5 separate regions of the Zea mays genome follow, and all the other regions are linked to region 2. A link is a contact called in public Hi-C data. All regions are on one chromosome and are shown on one strand. Each heading gives the region's core, a stretch centred on a gene start, on an enhancer-like site or on the middle of the called end of the contact. The rest is flanking DNA. Distances are from core to core; before and after follow the strand shown.

Evidence for each region. Hi-C and Micro-C count contacts between places; a contact is called where the count stands out from the background.
Region 1: a contact with region 2 is called in a Hi-C map of ear, with 3 times the contacts expected there. The contact joins the promoter of LOC100194118 here to the promoter of LOC100193856 in region 2. A contact is called at or near these places in 8 of 25 Hi-C or Micro-C datasets (bundle sheath, ear, endosperm and 3 more).
Region 3: a contact with region 2 is called in a Hi-C map of tassel, with 5 times the contacts expected there. The contact joins the promoter of LOC103630698 here to the promoter of LOC100193856 in region 2. A contact is called at or near these places in 12 of 25 Hi-C or Micro-C datasets (bundle sheath, ear, leaf and 3 more) and 1 of 3 datasets of contacts at active chromatin or transcription factors (seedling).
Region 4: a Hi-C map of ear shows a contact between it and region 2, with 1.7 times the contacts expected there. The contact joins the promoter of LOC100282594 here to the promoter of LOC100193856 in region 2. A contact is called at or near these places in 3 of 25 Hi-C or Micro-C datasets (ear, leaf and tassel).
Region 5: a Hi-C map of endosperm shows a contact between it and region 2, with 2.1 times the contacts expected there. The contact joins the promoter of LOC100273726 here to the promoter of LOC100193856 in region 2. A contact is called at or near these places in 7 of 25 Hi-C or Micro-C datasets (bundle sheath, ear, endosperm and 3 more).

The regions. Positions count from the first base shown.
Region 1 is chr6:174,639,320-174,642,997 of Zm-B73-REFERENCE-NAM-5.0, forward strand. It overlaps LOC100194118, which reads left to right and starts at 1,799. Exons shown (of 4, transcript NM_001139171.2): 1 at 1,799-2,020; 2 at 2,140-2,233; 3 at 2,640-2,849; 4 at 3,225-3,678. The coding sequence starts at 1,922. LOC100283193 (phosphatidylserine synthase 2) reads left to right here. Exons shown (of 13, transcript NM_001156095.1): 11 at 314-567; 12 at 673-761; 13 at 868-1,300. The coding sequence ends at 995.
Region 2 is chr6:174,462,961-174,466,386 of Zm-B73-REFERENCE-NAM-5.0, forward strand. LOC100193856 (RING/FYVE/PHD zinc finger superfamily protein) reads left to right here and starts at 1,445. Exons shown (of 7, transcript NM_001138937.1): 1 at 1,445-1,852; 2 at 1,984-2,055; 3 at 2,164-2,231; 4 at 2,346-2,472; 5 at 2,559-2,639; 6 at 2,745-2,837; 7 at 2,924-3,426. The coding sequence starts at 1,640. The coding sequence ends at 3,001. LOC103630699 reads left to right here. Exons shown (of 4, transcript XM_020539644.2): 4 at 1-538. The coding sequence ends at 297.
Region 3 is chr6:174,297,857-174,301,395 of Zm-B73-REFERENCE-NAM-5.0, forward strand. LOC103630698 (CRM-domain containing factor CFM3, chloroplastic/mitochondrial-like) reads right to left here and starts at 1,541. Exons shown (of 9, transcript XM_008651752.4): 1 at 631-1,541; 2 at 1-410. The coding sequence starts at 1,383.
Region 4 is chr6:174,713,650-174,717,088 of Zm-B73-REFERENCE-NAM-5.0, forward strand. It overlaps LOC100282594 (Serine/threonine protein phosphatase 2A 57 kDa regulatory subunit B'), which reads left to right and starts at 1,892. Exons shown (of 3, transcript NM_001353132.1): 1 at 1,892-2,213; 2 at 2,314-3,439. The coding sequence starts at 2,488.
Region 5 is chr6:174,211,737-174,215,235 of Zm-B73-REFERENCE-NAM-5.0, forward strand. It overlaps LOC100273726, which reads left to right and starts at 2,008. Exons shown (of 6, transcript NM_001148136.1): 1 at 2,008-2,107; 2 at 2,922-3,182; 3 at 3,290-3,396. The coding sequence starts at 2,931. LOC103630692 (zinc finger protein-related) reads left to right here. Exons shown (of 14, transcript XM_008651747.3): 11 at 1-127; 12 at 216-275; 13 at 575-646; 14 at 730-1,092. The coding sequence ends at 864.

The sequences.
Region 1 (3,678 bases), core at 549-3,048, 180 kb after region 2:
CCCGGTGCCCCGTCCATATGTTGTCCTAGGACAAAAACAATTGTATCTATCATTGAGATTGGCTGGAGGTTTTTCTGCCATATCATAAGTAACAGAATAGTTAAGAGCTTGAAATTGTTTCAGAAGGAAGATTTCTAGTTAAGCTATGACAAAAACGAACTGAAATAGTTGTGTTGTTAGTTCTTCAGGAACACATGGAGCACCTGAACATTAGCAACTTGAGAATTCAGTGTGGATTGATATTAAAATTTGAATTTGAACGTAACTTGTGCAGACCAACAGCCTAGTTTTACTCTCTTCGTTTGGCTTGCAGGTGAAAAGATCGTTGAGCCAGTTCACTCCTGCTCAATGGGACAAGGATCAGTGGCATCCTTTCATGGGGCCACTGCGGTTCATCCAAGTGCTGTTCCTCTGCGTTGTCTTCATGACCGTGGAGCTTAACACATTCTTCCTTAAGTTTTGCCTTTGGATCCCTCCAAGGAACCCCTTGGTCGTGTACAGATTGATCCTCTGGTGGCTGATCGCCATCCCAACCATCCGCGAGTACAACTCCTACCTGCAAGACAGGTTAGTCCAAGAGCGTCATTCATTCGTTAGCAACAGCACGCATGACCAGCATTAGAAAATTTTAAATTGGTTACTAATATTTGGTGCTGGCGTTGGTCATCACAGGAAACCGGTGAAGAAGGTTGGAGCCTTCTGTTGGCTCTCTCTAGCTATATGCATAGTGGAGCTGCTTATCTGCATGAAGTTTGGGCATGGTAAGCTTCCCTCTTTCACTTGTCAAATCAGTATAAAATCTGATATATATGTTAAAAAAGGCTATGTTCTACAAACCGTTTGCCTGACGTTCAGCAATCTGAGCAGGGCTGTTTCATGACCCGATGCCTACCTGGCTGATCATCTTTTGGAGCTCGGTCGGGACTGCACTCGTGATTTTCTTGCTTTCGTGGTCATGGAGGAGTCACCAAAGGTTCAGGAGAAAGCAGCTCTGATTGTTTCAGTTTGCTACTTTTCTTTTTCGAATTTTATATAGGCGTTGTACATATTTGATATGGTTTGTGATGTAACTTACGTTTTAGGGGTGGCCATTTTTCTGCTGCCCCTGGCAGGAACTTGGTTTGTCACGATAGATCATGCATTGTTGACAACATGAGATTGATTAATAAATTGAAATAACCGCGACATCATAACCAGTTGTAATTAATTATTAAAGCAAGGTCACTGCATATTTTGGTTCCAAACTAATTCTGGGCCAACAATGCACAGTTCTGTAATACGAATGACCAATCATTATCTTGGATGGTGTATTCTTTATTCACTTTGTAATTATGCTAAATTAATTATGCTACGTTGTAAGTGAGAGAGAAATTTGAAAGCTAGGTTTGCTCTGAGATTTGAAGTGGTGTCTAATACGGCACCGTCTAATACAGAAACTATGTAGAAAGTCTTGGATATTTTTTGGCTTGCGAAGTAAGCCTGTTCGCTTACTTTAATTCGTACCGGTTTGTTCTTCGACTTTTACAAATTTTTTTATCTTTATGAATTACATTCAAATAACTAACTTTAATTTGAAGTGAATAGCCTGGATCCACATTGCAAATGACAGGAGCAGGATTCCCAAAGACCAAAGTTTTGGTCGTAATAAATAATTCCAAACCATGCTCGAGTTAACAAGCCTGTTTTGCAGCCTTTTGTGGCGGTGAGAATCGTGAGATTGTATAGACGTTTACTCGCACGAATCTTGATGTGCCTTATACGGCTCGCGCAACTCCGACGTCATCGTCCAGATGCTCCAGCCCTAACCGCGCATAAACCCCGCGCCGCCGCTGCCGCCTCCTGTCCCGGTCGGATCCTCCGCGCCGCTCGCGCCGCCCTCATCTTCCCAGCCCCAACGCGACGCACCACAAGGGCCCTCGCCATGTCGAAGAAAGTAGGACGAGCGAAGAAAGCAGCGGGCGGCGGCGAGCTGTCCCGCTTCCTGGAGTCGCATCTCCAGACCATTAGCGACACCTTCCAGGTACGGCGTACGAGCATGACCCAACCAAACCGCGGTCTTGGCGCAGCCCCGATACCATCCCACGCGATAACCTCGCCGCGCGGTTCACACGTTTGCTTGCTCTTGGTTTGGTTTGTCAGATGATGGCGGAGTCGGCTCCGGGGGCCTTGGAGCGGACGGAGTGGTCTGAGGTCGTTAAGCTCGGCGACCAGGTCTCCAGGCAGGCCACCGTCGGTATGTCCAAAATCGATCGATTTCATGTAATAGTTTCGCGAGCTTAGCTGTCCGGAGCATGCATATGTAGCTGAATTGATTGGGAATTTCGCTGGATGTACGTGGTGTTTTCAGCTTAAAGTTTGACAGGTTTGTTCTGTCTGAACTAATACGCCCATGAGGGGTCAGATTCCGGTATTGGAATTAACTGGGCACTTTGCAGTTACCAGAGTCTGTATAATCTCTTTGATGAACATGAATGTATGTGAGTATCTGTGTTAGCTCTATAGGTATTTGGCAATTTGTTTTAGCTACCTTTGGGTCATTAGTATACACCTTCCATCTGGTTGCAGTAAATCGATACTGTTTCGTTGGTGATGCGACTTGGCATTTATGGTTTTTGGCCGATGTTTGTCTTATGCTGCAGCTGGAATGCTCTGGAGCGGTGACTTGCCTGATGTAGAGACCCTCAAAGAGAACATCGTTGCTTATTTCAACATCCTACAGGGATTTCTTTTGGTTTGCCACGGAAGCATGGTCGGTGCTGGGCCTACTCTACACAAGTCCATCTTTGGGTCTGCAAAAGACGTGGTTGACTCTAGCTTCTCATTGTTCAAGCATGCTGTCTCTGCTTATGGTATGTAAAAAAACCTGCCAAGGTGCTGTTGTATGTAACAATGCCTTCCGATCAACCCTGCTGATTCTTTTATTTGGAAGACATCAGTCATAATTTAGTGTAAAGCAATCTTGCTGAAGAAATAGTCACTTGAGTGAATTTGCTGATTTGAATTCCACATATTTGAAGTGAGGGGAAGCATGTGTCATTTTAACTTTGTTGGTTGCATCATATTGAGATCTAGTCGAGTGAATTAATAGTAAAGGACATCTGAAATAACGACAAACATGCAATCTATTACTTTCACCATCAAGATAGACTCCCACATCATTTATTTTGATCCCTGAGAAGATTTTAAATTGGGCTAACATATCCCCTTTTTTAAAACTAATGCAGAATCTCGCAGCTCTGACCGCAACACAACTATACCCCAGGTCACAGGAACTGTATGGGAAGCTTGTGCTGCTCTCAAGAAGGTGCCTGCATCAAACTGCATTGCCATAGGACGAGCCATGACCAGGATAGGTGTGTGTCTGAAAGATGTTCTCCGAGAAATGAATGAGCTCCCTATTGGTGGTTCTGGTGATAGTACTGCTGAGAAGTCTTCCAATGGTGTTGTCGACACAACGAGTTGTTCTGATAGAGATGAGAGGTCTGATCTTGATTTAGATGATGACGACGACGATGAGTTCACTGAAGAAGAGGTTGCTGTTGCCAAGTTGGTTATTAACGTGGTATCTGATTCCTTGGTTGTAGTGAAAGAGGCAATTCGTTTCATTACTGGTTTGCTCAGGAGCTCTGGTAACAAAGACAAAGATGGTGCTAATGAGGACAGAGTTGAGCCAATGGA
Region 2 (3,426 bases), core at 195-2,694:
ATGGAGGACCAGAGCTTGGATAAAGTGGAAAAAACGCAAGAAAAGCAAGAAAGTACCCCAATTCCAGCGAAGAGCGTGAATAGCTGGATAGGAAGATGGTGCCAGGGAGGCACTCCTGTTTTCCATGAAGGCCCAGGCCAGGGAAGGCAAGCAACAAAGCCTGGCCGGCCATCTGAAGAACTCGAAGGTCGGTTCCCAAGCATTGCAGCGATGGCGATGATGGGGCGAGCGATGAACAAGCTTCGGCCGTGCGAGCATCAGAAGATGGGGCCACTTGTGGTGTGGAAGACAGATTGACCTCATATATATATGTTTTTGGGTGTAATATAGTGGTTTCTTTCCAAAAAAAGAAAAAAAAATGAAAAGCAACAGTGAATTTTGCCTGGTTTATTGTTTATGGTGTAATAAACCATATGATGGCTCATGGTTTATTGTTTTCTGAAGTGAAAGTAGCTAGGTGTAGTGGATACTGGTGATGTAATGGTCTGGTCTCATATACCAACAATATAATAATATTTTACTGTTTACTGTGTCGTTATGATGATGTGTTGAGGCATTGTCAAGATGAATTTGTGAATTATCCCTGAACAGAAACATCAGTCTTCGTTTTTGTTTTGATAGGGGAACCGTCATGCGCCAACATGTTGTAGAACAGCTAATGATGAAGCAAAATATATATAAAAAAAGATGATGAAATCACAATCCGTGTAACTGGGAGCAATGAACAGCTGGCAAGCAATGAACTAATTTCGTGTAATTGGGAGCAAAACACTGTTGGCTCGAAGAAGAAAAAAAACAAGTCATGCATATTACCAATGTTTAAATTTTGAAAATGTGAGCTATTATTTCCAAAACTAGGATGGCTTTTTACTGACGACCATCTCGTGAAACATGCATGACTAAGGAGGGGAGGACCCCACATATTGGTAACAAGACATGGAAACGTGTACGAAAGGTGAGACTGCAGGTATCATCAGAGCTCTAATCCATATGATGCAACACCTTTCTTTTCTTCCCTTGTCAACTTCCCCACCCCTAAACCAAACCAGAATCGCATGGTTTATGACAAACCGACAAGCGAAAGAGGATACCGGATACCAGCCTATCAGCATCAACAGGATACAAAAATGCTAATGCGATTTTGTTGTAATTCGGATACCAGAACAATGCTTGCTTGAACAACGCTTAGAGCAATGATATGGTATGGCTCCATTATTTCTCTAACTATAACTTGTTTGTGTTTTAGTGGGGAAAGAATATCTTTATTTATTAAGGCAGCAATCAACACTCGATCGGTTTGCCGCCGAATTCCCCGGCGGTGCCTTGTTCGCTGCATGCACCAACGATTTTGTTGTAAGATGTTTGAGAAGCAAGCAACTGTCAGCACTCAGCAGTGCCAAAGAGGCGCCTAGCCGCCTACTCCATCTCTTGCTTCCCTGCGGCATTCTCTCGGCGCTTCAGATATCCAAATCCCTCGCCGCAAGCCTTCCCCTTCAGCCTGCCCGCCGCTGGCGCTGCCCTTCTTCCCCGCCCCCTTCCATTCCGTCTGCATCCGTCTTCATTACCATTCTTACGCTCGGGCGGTTCGTCGTCTCGAGCTTCCTTCCCGGGATCGACGACGGCAGGCCGCTCCGCGGTGATGGCGGGCCGGTCGCTCGCGGAGCCCAGTCTTCGGTCCGCCACTGACGACGACGTCTCTGCCGTGCCCTCTACCACCACGTCGGCTGCGCGCGGTGTGTCTGCCCAAGACGAGGGGCCGGCGAGCGGTGTGCTGGTAGAGTGCAGGATCTGTCAGGAGGACGGCGACGAGGCCTGCATGGAGGCTCCTTGCTCCTGCAAGGGAAGCTTGAAGGTACAACGCGTCATCGGCCGTCATGCTTATCCGATCCTAGTCCGTTTCAGCAATTGTTTTTGGAGGAGCGAGGGGAGAAAAGTTCCAGGAATTCGAACTTCGGAGGGTTAATATAATGTGTTCTGTTGCAGTACGCCCATCGCAGATGCATTCAGCGGTGGTGTGACGAGAAGGGAGACACCGTGTGTGAGATATGCTTGCAGGTGAAATCCTAATCTAGTGCTGAGATAGTGTTTCACATCCAAAAGAAAAAAAAAAGAAAGAAAAAGGAAACTAAACTGACTGCTATCTTGTGATCCACGGCCGTGCAGCAATTTGTGCCAAACTACACTGCCTCTTCAAAGCTGTTTCAGCGCGGAAGAAACACGTTTTTCTTCAGGTAGGTGCCTTGGGACTTGGCTTGTTATCGCAAGAACGAATCTGACCGCTAACCAGGAGTGCATTGTATACCCATCCATCCATCCATCCATCTATCTCGTTTCTCAACCTGCAGTGCTCCTGGCTACATCCAAGCACGGCCGATGCAGAACGCGGATCACTCCGCTACGTCGACAGGCTACGGACACGACCAAACGCCGGATCCTACCGGCGTACTATGCTGTCGCATAATCGCCATCGCTGTAAGTACAGTTCAGTACATGGCCGGTTTCCTGTTCGTCCAAAAGAAAGAAGAGTTGACATTCTGAAACGTCCACCCTTCATTCAGCTGATGGTCCTCCTCGTCTTCCGCGACGCCGTCTCCGTCTTCCTGGGTGACCAAGACGCCTACACCGTTGCAGTGGTCACGGTAAGGCTCTGGATCACAACACATCCTTGCAAACCTAGGTGCGTCGCATGTGGATGCTTGTCTAACCTACCTAGCACAAATCATCCTCCTTGGGAAAAAAAACAGCTGCTGATGCTTAGAACCGCGGCCATCGTCATTCCGGTCTACATCATACTGGTGGCGGTTACCGAGCTGCTGCACCGACGCCGGCATCGGCAGGTTTGTCTGGATCTTTTTACGAAAGGTCATGCTGCAAGATGACCGTACATGCAGTTTCAAGCTGAGGCGTGACTGGCGGTGTGCAGGTTGTGCACGGCCAGGCTTCAGATCATGCGGCAGAGGAGCGGACGCAGCCGCAGCAGCATGTCATCAGCATTCAGTAGCAGGCTGGCCATGGCCATCCATCCTGGTGTTCTTGCTGTGCTGTCGTCCAGAATTGTGTTGATCCTTCGACGAACGACTGAGCTTCAGGTGTGACGTGACGTGCCAGCGAATATGATATGGAAGATGACTTGGCTGTAATCGTAGCTTCAGAACAGCTTTGACTGCACCTGTACATAGTAGTAGTAGCAGTACCTTATTTAACTGCTCCCAGCAGCATTCTATAGAGAGTTAGAGACCACTGTACGTGACCACCACTTTCTTCGGATGAAGTTGAATCAGAGGTAAGGCAAATTCAGAGCTCCACAGGTTTGTGCACTGGGCGTAGTCATGGGCTCATGGCCTCATGGGGCGGGTCTGAGCTATGAAACTTCCAAGAAACATATGTTGGTCACTCAACCGAGATACTCAGTTTTAGCGGCCAAGG
Region 3 (3,539 bases), core at 291-2,790, 170 kb before region 2:
GTCGAACGCATTCCAGTCGGAAGAACTCTATACGGTGTTTTATAACCAGGGATTGTTTGAGGCAACAAGTCGGCATCCACTGGTAAAATACCAGTTCCCCACCAATCCACAAAACGAGGACCCAGCTCATCAAGCATCTGGTTGAACTCCAGCTCTTCCTCCGTCATGTCCTCAGTATTCTGTGAGTTCAATAGGGACACGTTTGCATACTGTGTAGCCAGACCTGTCCCCTGAATATTACTCTCAACAGGGTTGGAGGCATCTGGGATGAACAATGCACCATCTTCGCCCTTCACTGGTGATGAGGCACCATTTAGAGCCTGAGATTTCAGAGGCCTTTTGTAATTGCTCCCTCGGTAAACCACCATTACACTTCCAGACCTCCATATGATCAATCCGCCTGTGCGTCGCTGATCAATGCACACAAACTTGTGTTAGGAATCCATTTTTGAAAGACAAACAATAACGCCAAGTGGGACTCAAATTCACCGTAAATTGGAAAATGCAATGCAGGTTAAATTGCCACTGTCGCATCACTAAACTAATCGGTATTGAGGAACAAGCTGCAAGTGACACATAATTTGAGATCAGAGATAGAGGGCACTAGGGCAGGGGCAAAATGGTGCAAACCTCTACGAGCTCATGAGCTGTCTTCATGTCGTGCGCGAGGTCCTCGTGGAACTTGAGCCGGACCAGCTCCGACTTCCTCCAGGCGTCATGGATCTTCTCCGTGACGGCCGTGGTGACTCCAGCCTTGGGCACGGTGATGCGGTCGCGAAGCGTCATCCCCAACCTGCGCAGCCGGCGCAGCTCCCCGTCCTCGATGGTGAGCTCGGCCAGCGTGGGCGCCTTGACCCGTCTCCTCTTGGTCCCATCCTCCTCGTCCCTCACCGGCCCCGTGGTCTCGTCGTCTCTCTCCCACGGGAGGACGGCATCGTCGAAGCCCGCGGCCGCGAACTGGTGGTCGGGCCGCGCCCAGCCGCGGTGGAGCAGGTCGCCGAGGCGTTCGGTGCCGTCCGGGGGTGCGGCGGCCGTGGCAGCGGAGGCGGAGGCGGAGGCAGAGGGGTCGTCTTCGTCGGAGGCGAGGCCGAGGTTGCGGAGGCGGTGGACGATGCGGTCTATGGACGTGGTCGGGGACGGGATGGGAGCCGGAGCTGGGGCGGGACGGGAGGGGTCGGAGGGCGCCCACCTCTGCAGCCACGGAGCGCCGGTGCTGGGGGCCGCGCGATTGCCACCGGTGGAGGAAGGGGAGGAGGCCGAAGCCGCGGCGGCGGAGGACGAGGAAGAGGAAGAGGAGAGGAGGCGGAGCGGGAGGAGGCTGTGGATGCTGGGGCGGGACGAGAGGCGGAAGGAGTGGTGGAGCGGGAGCTCGGAGAGCGCCATGGAGCGAGGGCGGACCGGCGGTTGGGGTTTTTAGCCCGGTGGCGCCATGGATTTGGGGTGAGAAGGCGTGTCGGGTTTTGGCCTTGCTGGTGGCGGATAAGGGGAGAGGACAGGACACCGGAGAGGATTTTCCTCTTTTCTTTTTCTTTTTTTCCCCTTCTTCGGTCCGTGTATGTGTGTGTAAAATTATTTACATTCTAATGACAATTGCAGTTTTGTTTCTTGATCAATCGACTATTATGATGTCTGGATATTCCATGATCAGTCAACTACTATGATATCTAAATGTATTGTTCTTTGTATTAAATGTGTGGAATGTATGTTTGATCTCGTATAGATAACGGTCAGTTGGCGGAGTCCGAAGGAGTTGCAGGTGAAGACCCTGAGCAGCAGTCGGTTGGTGAAGGCAAGTCCCTTGACCCATCTATGTCCTACTCATTCTTATAATTCATTCCCCGCATTTACACAGTTTATACCTAAGAATTGAGTAGCTTTTGTCTATCTTGTCCTTGGTTACCTATTTTGGTTGGGTTATTTTATTTTAGCTTTATGCTAGCGCTTCACATTAATCAATGAACATGATGAGATTATCTATGATACGCTGTTTTCTCTTTTGATTATGATGATGGTACTGTGAGATTTAGGGGGCTCGAGCTGTTTCTCGAGTGCCTCTCCGTAAGGACCTATTCGTTGGATGACCGCCCGGGAAAACAGTGCAACCATGAGGGTGTAGTGGGACGCCCTTAGCTGAATAATTAGAGGAACTGAGGTGTAGTTCGCTTCGCCGTCGTGCCGTTAATGGGGCTCGGTGTATGCGGCTCGCTCTGCCAAGGTTGGTTCGCCCCCTTGGGGAGGAGTGCGGTGCATTTAGGAAACCTAACGGGTGGCTACAGCCCCAGGAAATCTTTGTAAAGGCTACGTAGTGAAACCCTACCTATTCACCTTGGTAGTGTTTAAGGGTTTGATCGGCCCGAGGCAAGAGGGAATCACGGCTTGTGGGTAAAGTGTGCAACCTCTGCAGAGTGTTATGAAACTGATATATCAACCGTGCTCATGGTTATGAGCGGCCAAGGGAGCTCCATTGATTAGAGATACTTGATCAGAGATGTATGGTTTACAGGAGGTGACGAGGACGATGGTTTTGGTTATGCCTATGGTACTGGTAAGTGGTATTCTTTTCGTTTGGAAAGGGTACATCGGGTTAATAACTTGGGTTAATGCTAAAACCTGGCTTTCTACTAGTAAATAATAACCTGACCAACTAAAAGCAACTGCTTGCTTAACTCCACATAAAGCTAGTCCACTACAGCCAAACGGGACATTTTGCTGAGTATGTTGATGTGTACTCACCCTTGCTTTACACACCAAACCCCCCCAGGTTGTCCGTGTTGCAACCACTGCTCAGGTGAAGATGAAGTTGTGGAGGAGGACTTCCAGGAGTTCCAAGAGTACGATGAGTTCTAGGCGTGGGTTGGCGGCAAACCCCCAGTCGGCTGCCTCTGTAGGCCGTGTGTATCTACGTTTCTTTTCCGCACTTTGATTATTGTTAAAGACTATGTGGATGTCTCGGACATCATGATGTAATCGACTATTATACCCTATTTTATGTCATTGTTTGAGCACAATGTGATGATGTCCAGTTATGTAACTGTTGTGTACGTGAATTGCTGATCCTGACACGTACATGGTTCGCATTCGGTTTGCCTTCTAAAACTGGGTGTGACAGAAAGAGAGGGGAAAACAAATCAACCAAGAAATAAAGCGGATGAACATGGTGATTTGTTTTACCGAGGTTCAGTTCTATTGAGGTGGTCACAAAGACCGGGTCTCTTTCAACCCTTTCCCTCTCTCAAACGGTCACTTAGACCGATTGAGCTTTCTCCTTAATCAAACGGGTCACTTAGACCCCACAAGGACCACCACACACTTGGTGTCTCTTGCTTTGATTACAAGTCTCTTGGGAACAAGAATGAGGAAGGAAGAAAGCGATCCAAGCAACAAGAGCGCAAAGAACACGAACAAAAACTCTCTCTCAAGTCACTAAGTGGTCAGAGTGGATTTTGCACTTGGAGAGGCTTTGATTCTTTTGATTTTATGTCTATGAGTGAATGCACTAGCTCTTGTATTGAATGTGAAGTGCTGGAAACTTGGATGCT
Region 4 (3,439 bases), core at 642-3,141, 250 kb after region 2:
TTCCGACAAAAAACCGGTAACTGAAGGAAACGGTCGGTAAAACACCACACCGATTCCAATACCGATAGAAAATTCCGAAAATCGATTCCGTTTTCAAAAAATACCGTTACCGGTGAATCCGATCGAAAAATTTCGAAACCGGTTTCCGAAATTCCGAAAAATTCTGAAACCGTTTTATCCCTAAGAACGAGTGTGGATAGCTGTTGGGGCCATGCTTCGTTGCGCCGAAGGTCTTGCGTGAAGAAGCAGCTTCGGCTGAAATCGTCCCCAGGAAATGGCCGAAGGTTCCTTTTTATAGAGCTTCGGCGTTGCAAACCGACATAAAGATAGAATGACCTTTTTATCCATAGAGGTCTAAGATAATGTTGTAAACTTTTGTAAAGGGCATAATTATAATTCGTCACAGGCTGCGTCCTGTGTCTATAAATAGATGAACAGTACCCCCGTACTGGACACACGAACCTGTCATTTGCCTTCACATCACACTTGTATTCTTCAAGACCGAAGGTACATTTGTAATTTGGAGTCATTTACATTCGTTTATAATAATAAAAATGGAGATGATTTTATGATAACATTTAAGTATTTTCATATCTCATGATTTATATGAATGCTTCGTTCCTCATTGTCACGCTTACGAAGCTACGTCCTTCGTAACCTTCGTCCGAGATGCTTTATATCCCAAAGGGATATAATGTTATGGAGGACGAAGGACTTTTACACTTAACATTTTCTATGTTGCCTTGTTCTTAATTCTTAGCATTTGAGAACAAGTCCCCAACAATAGCCTTATAGAAAAGGTGTACAGTCGCCCTAAGCACTGCGCCTTTGTGACGGTAGCCTACGCCTCGTTCAGCAAATGTCCTTTACAAGTACTGGGCAGGGACCATGGCGCCAATATAATGAGGGCAATGAGCGTTCGAATCAGTCATCTGTCACACTACTAACTAGGCATGAATGCGTGCATGATGGAGGCCCTGGACCGGAGTTGCCAAGACGGTCAGAACTGAAGAATTGCCGGAGGAGCTCGTGTTCCGTGATTGTTTTTGCATGAGTATGCCTGCACTGCACTGCACCCTCTCATTGCACAACTGTGACGGATGGGCGCTGGTTCCGCACATGCCGAGTGTCTGCTGCCACGCTCTCCCGACGCCGAGCCGAGCCCGCGGCCAACTACAGGCAAGCACAGTCTCGTCGCTGCAGCGCGGCCGGCAGGCCCCCTGCGGCGGGACAGCGACGGAGCCGGCCAGCCGGGGCTGCTGGTCCGGCCCACCGCACGGCCGCCGCTGAGGTCACACGGTACGCGGGCGCGGCCGACCCATCTGCCCCCTCCGTCCCCGCACCCGGCCGACGGACGGCCGGGATAATCCCTCCCCGCCCGTGACCACGTCTCCTTTCGAATTAAAGCGCCGTGCCCACCCAAGGACGGGGGCGCCGGACCGCCGATTAAAGCCTGCGGTTTGCACATGCACCCCTGCGTTCCTGCGCAATTACGCCCGTTTAATCGTCGACAAAGCGGGAGCAATTCCCAAGTAAAGCCAGGATCCTCTTCGATACAGAAGCTGTGAATCCACCTCGCTTCTTGTCTCATTGCCACCTGGGCCCCATACGTTAGGGTGCAAAATGAAAAAAAAGAACACAGTTTTCTCTGAAAGAAAAAAAACCTAGATCCGTTTTTTTCTTGGATTAGAGTTAGGAGAGCTGTAGACAAAGCCCCCGCCACCGGATTTGGGGTGATGAGATTTCGCTTCATCTATCTGCACGGGCCTCGTGAGCCGTACACCGCAGACCGTCACTTTAATTGCTTCTTTGTCCGTACATGCCCCGTGATAAACAAACCATTCCCCGCAAGAAACAGCAAACAGGCACAGCCCTCCCCTCCTCCACTCCTCGCCCTCTCTCTCTCTCTCTCTCTCATCCCGTCCCGAGAAGCGGACAAAGCGCGGCGCTGCAGATTTCGATCCGGTTCCCAATGCCTCCCATGCTCGCCGTCGCCCCGTGCTAGCTCCTCTCCCGTCTCCGCTTCCTCCACCTGCCGCGCCAGCGCCACGCCGCCTGGATCCGGCGAGCGCGTGGCCGGGAGCCTCAGATCCGAGCGAAACCCAGCCTTCCCGTGGTGACGGCCTTCGCTCTAGCTCCAGATTGGCTGGCGGCTGCCATTCCTCCTCCTCCTCTTCTCGCTCGAGGTTTCAAGGCGGGTCCGTTCAGCTCTGGTGGGTTTTCGGGTTTGCTCATACTTTTTCTTCGGTTGGTTTGCTTCAGCGTGGTCCAGATTTAGCTGCATTTTCTCGGGCTGTGTTTTTTCTGTGCCAGAAATCTACGGAGGAGTCTTGCCGCCGCTTTAAACGTAGAGGTAGAGCTGTAGTATATATTTTGGCGAGTAATCCTGCTTCTTGCTCCGTTCCCGTGCTAGTGCTGGCGTGACAGTGGAAAGGCTTACTGTTGCCATGGTATTGGTGTGACGAACCCGTCAAGGTTTTGCGCAAGATGTGGAAGCAGCTCCTCAGCAAGCTGCCCCGGAAGTCGCCGGCCTGCGGGGATTCGGGCCAGTGCAGCAATGGCACCGGTATACAGCGCACGAGCAGCTGCGGGAGCATCCCGCCCGGCCGCCCGGCCTCCGCCATCCGGCGCATGTCATCCGCCGTCTTCCCCTCGAGTGTCGTGGCCGGTATCGAGCCGCTGGTCTCGTTCAAGGATGTCCCCAACTCGGAGAAGCAGAACCTGTTCGTCAGCAAGCTGAGCCTGTGCTGCGTCGTCTTCGATTTCTCGGACCCGAACAAGAGCTCAGTGGAGAAGGATATCAAGAGGCAGGCATTGCTGGATCTTATAGAGTTTGTCGAGTCGACCAACGCTCGCTTCTCGGAGGCAGCCATCGCGGCCTGCTCTAGGATGTGTGCCATCAACCTGTTCCGGGCGTTCCCTCCGAGTTGCAGATCTGGCTCATCAGGTGGTGGTGAGGGCGACGAGGAAGAGCCAATGTTCGACCCCGCGTGGTGCCACCTGCAGCTTGTTTATGAGCTGCTGCTGAAATTTATCGGATCCTCGTCCTTGGACGCGAAGGTAGGGAAGAAGCACTTTGATCACTCATTCATCGTGAAGCTCCTTAATCTTCTTGACTCCGAGGATCCAAGAGAGAGGGATTGCTTGAAAACTATTCTGCACAGGGTATATGGGAAGTTCATGGTACACCGTCCTTTCATCCGCAAAGCAGTGAGCAACATATTTTACCAGTTTGTCTTTGAGACTGATCGGCACAATGGGATCGCGGAGCTGCTGGAGGTCTTTGGCAGTGTCATTAGTGGGTTTGCATTGCCTCTGAAAGAAGAACACAAGATCTTTCTTTGGAGAGTTCTGATTCCTTTACACAAACCAAAATCTGTTGGTGTGTATCTTCAGCAGTTGACCTACTGTGTAACACAGTTTCTGGAAAAGGACCCAA
Region 5 (3,499 bases), core at 758-3,257, 250 kb before region 2:
AGAACATAAATGCCGGGAAAAGATGCTAGAGATGAACTGTCCAATCTGCTGCGACTTTTTGTTTACATCGAGTGCACCAGTTAAAGGCCTTCCTTGTGGCCACTTCATGCATTCGGCTTGTTTTCAGGTATGGCAGTCTAGTTGCATTCTGGTTTGCTATTATGGACGGGGTAAGTGCTGTTCTAATTCTAATACATTCGACCTTACTATTTCAGGCATATACTTGTACCCACTACACTTGTCCAATCTGCTGCAAATCCTTGGGAGATATGACGGTAAACTACGCCGCTTAAGCATAAGGAGTTATTTTGCGTTCGCCATTTCGGTTTGTTCTGCCGTTGGCAGTCCATAGGCATACTATTATTGCGCTCTCTCTTCTCCAAAATAATTTGAGGGGTGACCAAGGACCCTTGTAGGCTTGAAGATCAATACTCCGTACATTCCAAATTATAGTTGATCTTAGTTTTGGACATGTTATTCTGCTCACAGTTCTCGACGATACATAAGTCCTACAGCGGTTTGCGCTTTTCTCCAGTCCAGTAAAATAGCTAATGTGACGTTTTTGTTTCTGAAGGTGTATTTTGGCATGCTTGATGGTTTGCTGGCTGCAGAACAGCTTCCTGAGGAATACCAGGACCGGTGCCAGGTAAACCATTATCGCAGTCCCGGTTTCATTATTTCATTCATATAGCTCACATTACGTTTATCATCGTTGCGTGGCTGTTTCAGGATATACTGTGTAACGACTGCGAGAGAAAAGGCAGGTCACGGTTTCATTGGCTCTACCACAAGTGTGGTTTCTGTGGTTCTTACAACACCAGAGTTATCAAGACTGATACGGCAGAGTGTTCTCGCCCTCTATAATTTCTTTTATGCAATCCATTTGTATATATATATCGACGGGGTAGAAACCTTGTGACCGTAGGTGTGATAGTTTTTTTATAGAGTGAACTGGGGGAGGAACCCCACCTGGATGTATTATGAGGAAAAAGTGACTGTGCACATGAGGAGTCTGAGAATTACTCGCTCCCGTCCCAAACTAACTGTATTTCTACGATTTGAAATATATTCGCTCATATATTTCCTGTGTTGCCCTTCAGCTGTTTCCTGGGAACATCTCGGTTTGTATCAGCGATACAGTTGGAGACCTTCTGAACACTGTCCCCAACTCAAGCCGACTCAGTTGAGCTGAAGAGCAAATAAATACTCAGGTTGCGATTGACATGGTACATTCTCGTCTGATCTTTTACTTGGAATGCTCTTCTTACAAGTATGAAGTATCCTCTTCAGTCCTCTGACCACAAGTAGAATCTTCCAGAGACCCAGAGATCCTAGATTGCGAGCACCTAATATTTTTTTTTGGTATGCCAACGTGTCACATATCTCTTACGAATTGATCGGACACATTACGTAGTCAGCAGCAGCACCGGGCGCACTATCACCGCTGCTGCTGCTGCATGGATACTCCAAATACGCGTGTCTCCAAGAGGCGGCGATTCCTGGACTGCAGGCCAGGTTTCAGAAACTTGACTGCTGCTTCGATCAGCCGAGCCTTGTTCCTGCTGGACACTGACCTTGGGCTCTTAACAGGCGATGCCACCTTGTGTGCGTGCCTTCGTGCCCACAATGGCCGTGTATATGTAAGTATGTAACGTTGAGCTGACCTGCATTGCCGTGGCGGCGGTCGTATCGTTTTGAGATTTCGAATATGTTTAAACGTAAAAATGAAAAAAGGATACAGGTTTGATGACCTTGACCTAGCCCCGGCCATGTAATAGCATTAGAGAGTGGGTCGTGGTTTGGGCCTGCGCGCCTTTAAACTGTATTGGGCTTGGCCCATGTACAGGAACCAAACACATGGTACAAAATCTAGGTATTGTGAAATACTTCTGCCACTGCCACTACTGCCAGCCTGCCAGGGATCTATTTGTAAAAAGACAATGACAAAATTGACATCAAAGCGAAAAAGAAAGAAAAAACACCCTGTCCTCACCAGTTCAACGCCTCTTCTCCGTTCACCCGGCGTGTGCTCTGCCTCTCTCTCTCTCTCGTGCAGCGACCGCCGACGCGCTTCGCCAGACCTTCGCCGGCGACGAGCACTCACCAGGTATGCGCACCCTCTCTCTTCCGCTCCTTCTGCGCGGAACCGATAAAACTGGAACCCTAGCCTTAACTATTTGGCTTTCTGTATTTGGATCTGATCTACTTACAACTGTACGCATTCGTACTACCTGGTTCCTTTGCAAGGAATACTGTGTGTGCAAGTGTACGCCGATGACCCATGTCCCTTTCTGGGTCTGGCCTGTGTAATGGTAGTGGTTTTTTACCACTTCGCTGTGGCTGTGGGCTGATTGAATCCAGTTCATTCTCCTGCACATTCTGTTACTTCTAGATAGATTTATGTGCTGCGTGGTTCGGTTAGGTTCTACGTTTCCACCTGTGGCACTGTTGCTGATAAGTTACCAAACCTTTGTGGGTACTGCTTGAGTGTGCCGGTCACTGTAGGCTAAGTCGTCCTGGCCTTAAGCCTCGATGAGATCTATTACTTGTAGAATTTAACGTGGTGAGATCTCGTCGGTGATTAGATTATCATTTGTCATTGAGTGTGCTTTTGTGCCTTGATGTTTGAGTGTGCTTTTGTGCCTTGATTATTGAGTGTGCATCCGATGATTATTGGTGCGGCGGAACCATCTAAATTTCGGCTTCCATTAATTATGTTTTTGCACTGTTGTTTTATTCCTCGACCCTTGTTCCATGGACTGGTTGACTGCACTATGGACTGTCGATTTAGTATGGACAGCGTTCCACATAATCACCAGAGATACTCTAACCTATTTTATTAATCTGTACCTGTAGGGAGGGCCTGGATTTTGTTCATTTTTTTTCTTAAGTGCCTTTTTTTCTGTGAATAACCCATGTAGGGCGTGAAAATGTCAACAAGCTCTTTGAAAGAACCCAATGTTTCTCAATCAAAAGACGTGGAGAATGGAAATGACAATTCTGTGAAATCCTGCATTAGCAAGCCTGTGTTGAATGGCAACAAATGTGCCAACAAGGAACAAAATGTTCCGTCTTGTTGCCCTGGCGCTGTGACAAATGGAAACGAGGCTGGAAATGCAGACGTGGAGTACATTGATTCTGAGAATCTAGTGGATCTACCAGATGTTGATGCAGCTCTATGTGTATGGCACCTGTTTGCATATTTGTGATATTTTATTGGACAGATTGGTTTCTCTTTGTTTTTAGTTCTAGTCAAAGCTAAGTTTTATTGTTTCTACTTTTTCAACAGACCTTAGTTAAAAGGTTGGATTCAAAGGACTGGGTTATGACATGTGAAGCTCTCAACAATGTTCGTCAGTTGGCGATGTATCACAAGGAAAGATTGCAGGAGCTGCTGTAAGTTGTTTCCATCATATTATATGCACAAGAAATGTGTTTCCCCGTTGGAAAATTCTTCACATATCTTTTGGAACCACTTATCCATGCCAATGACAGAGAA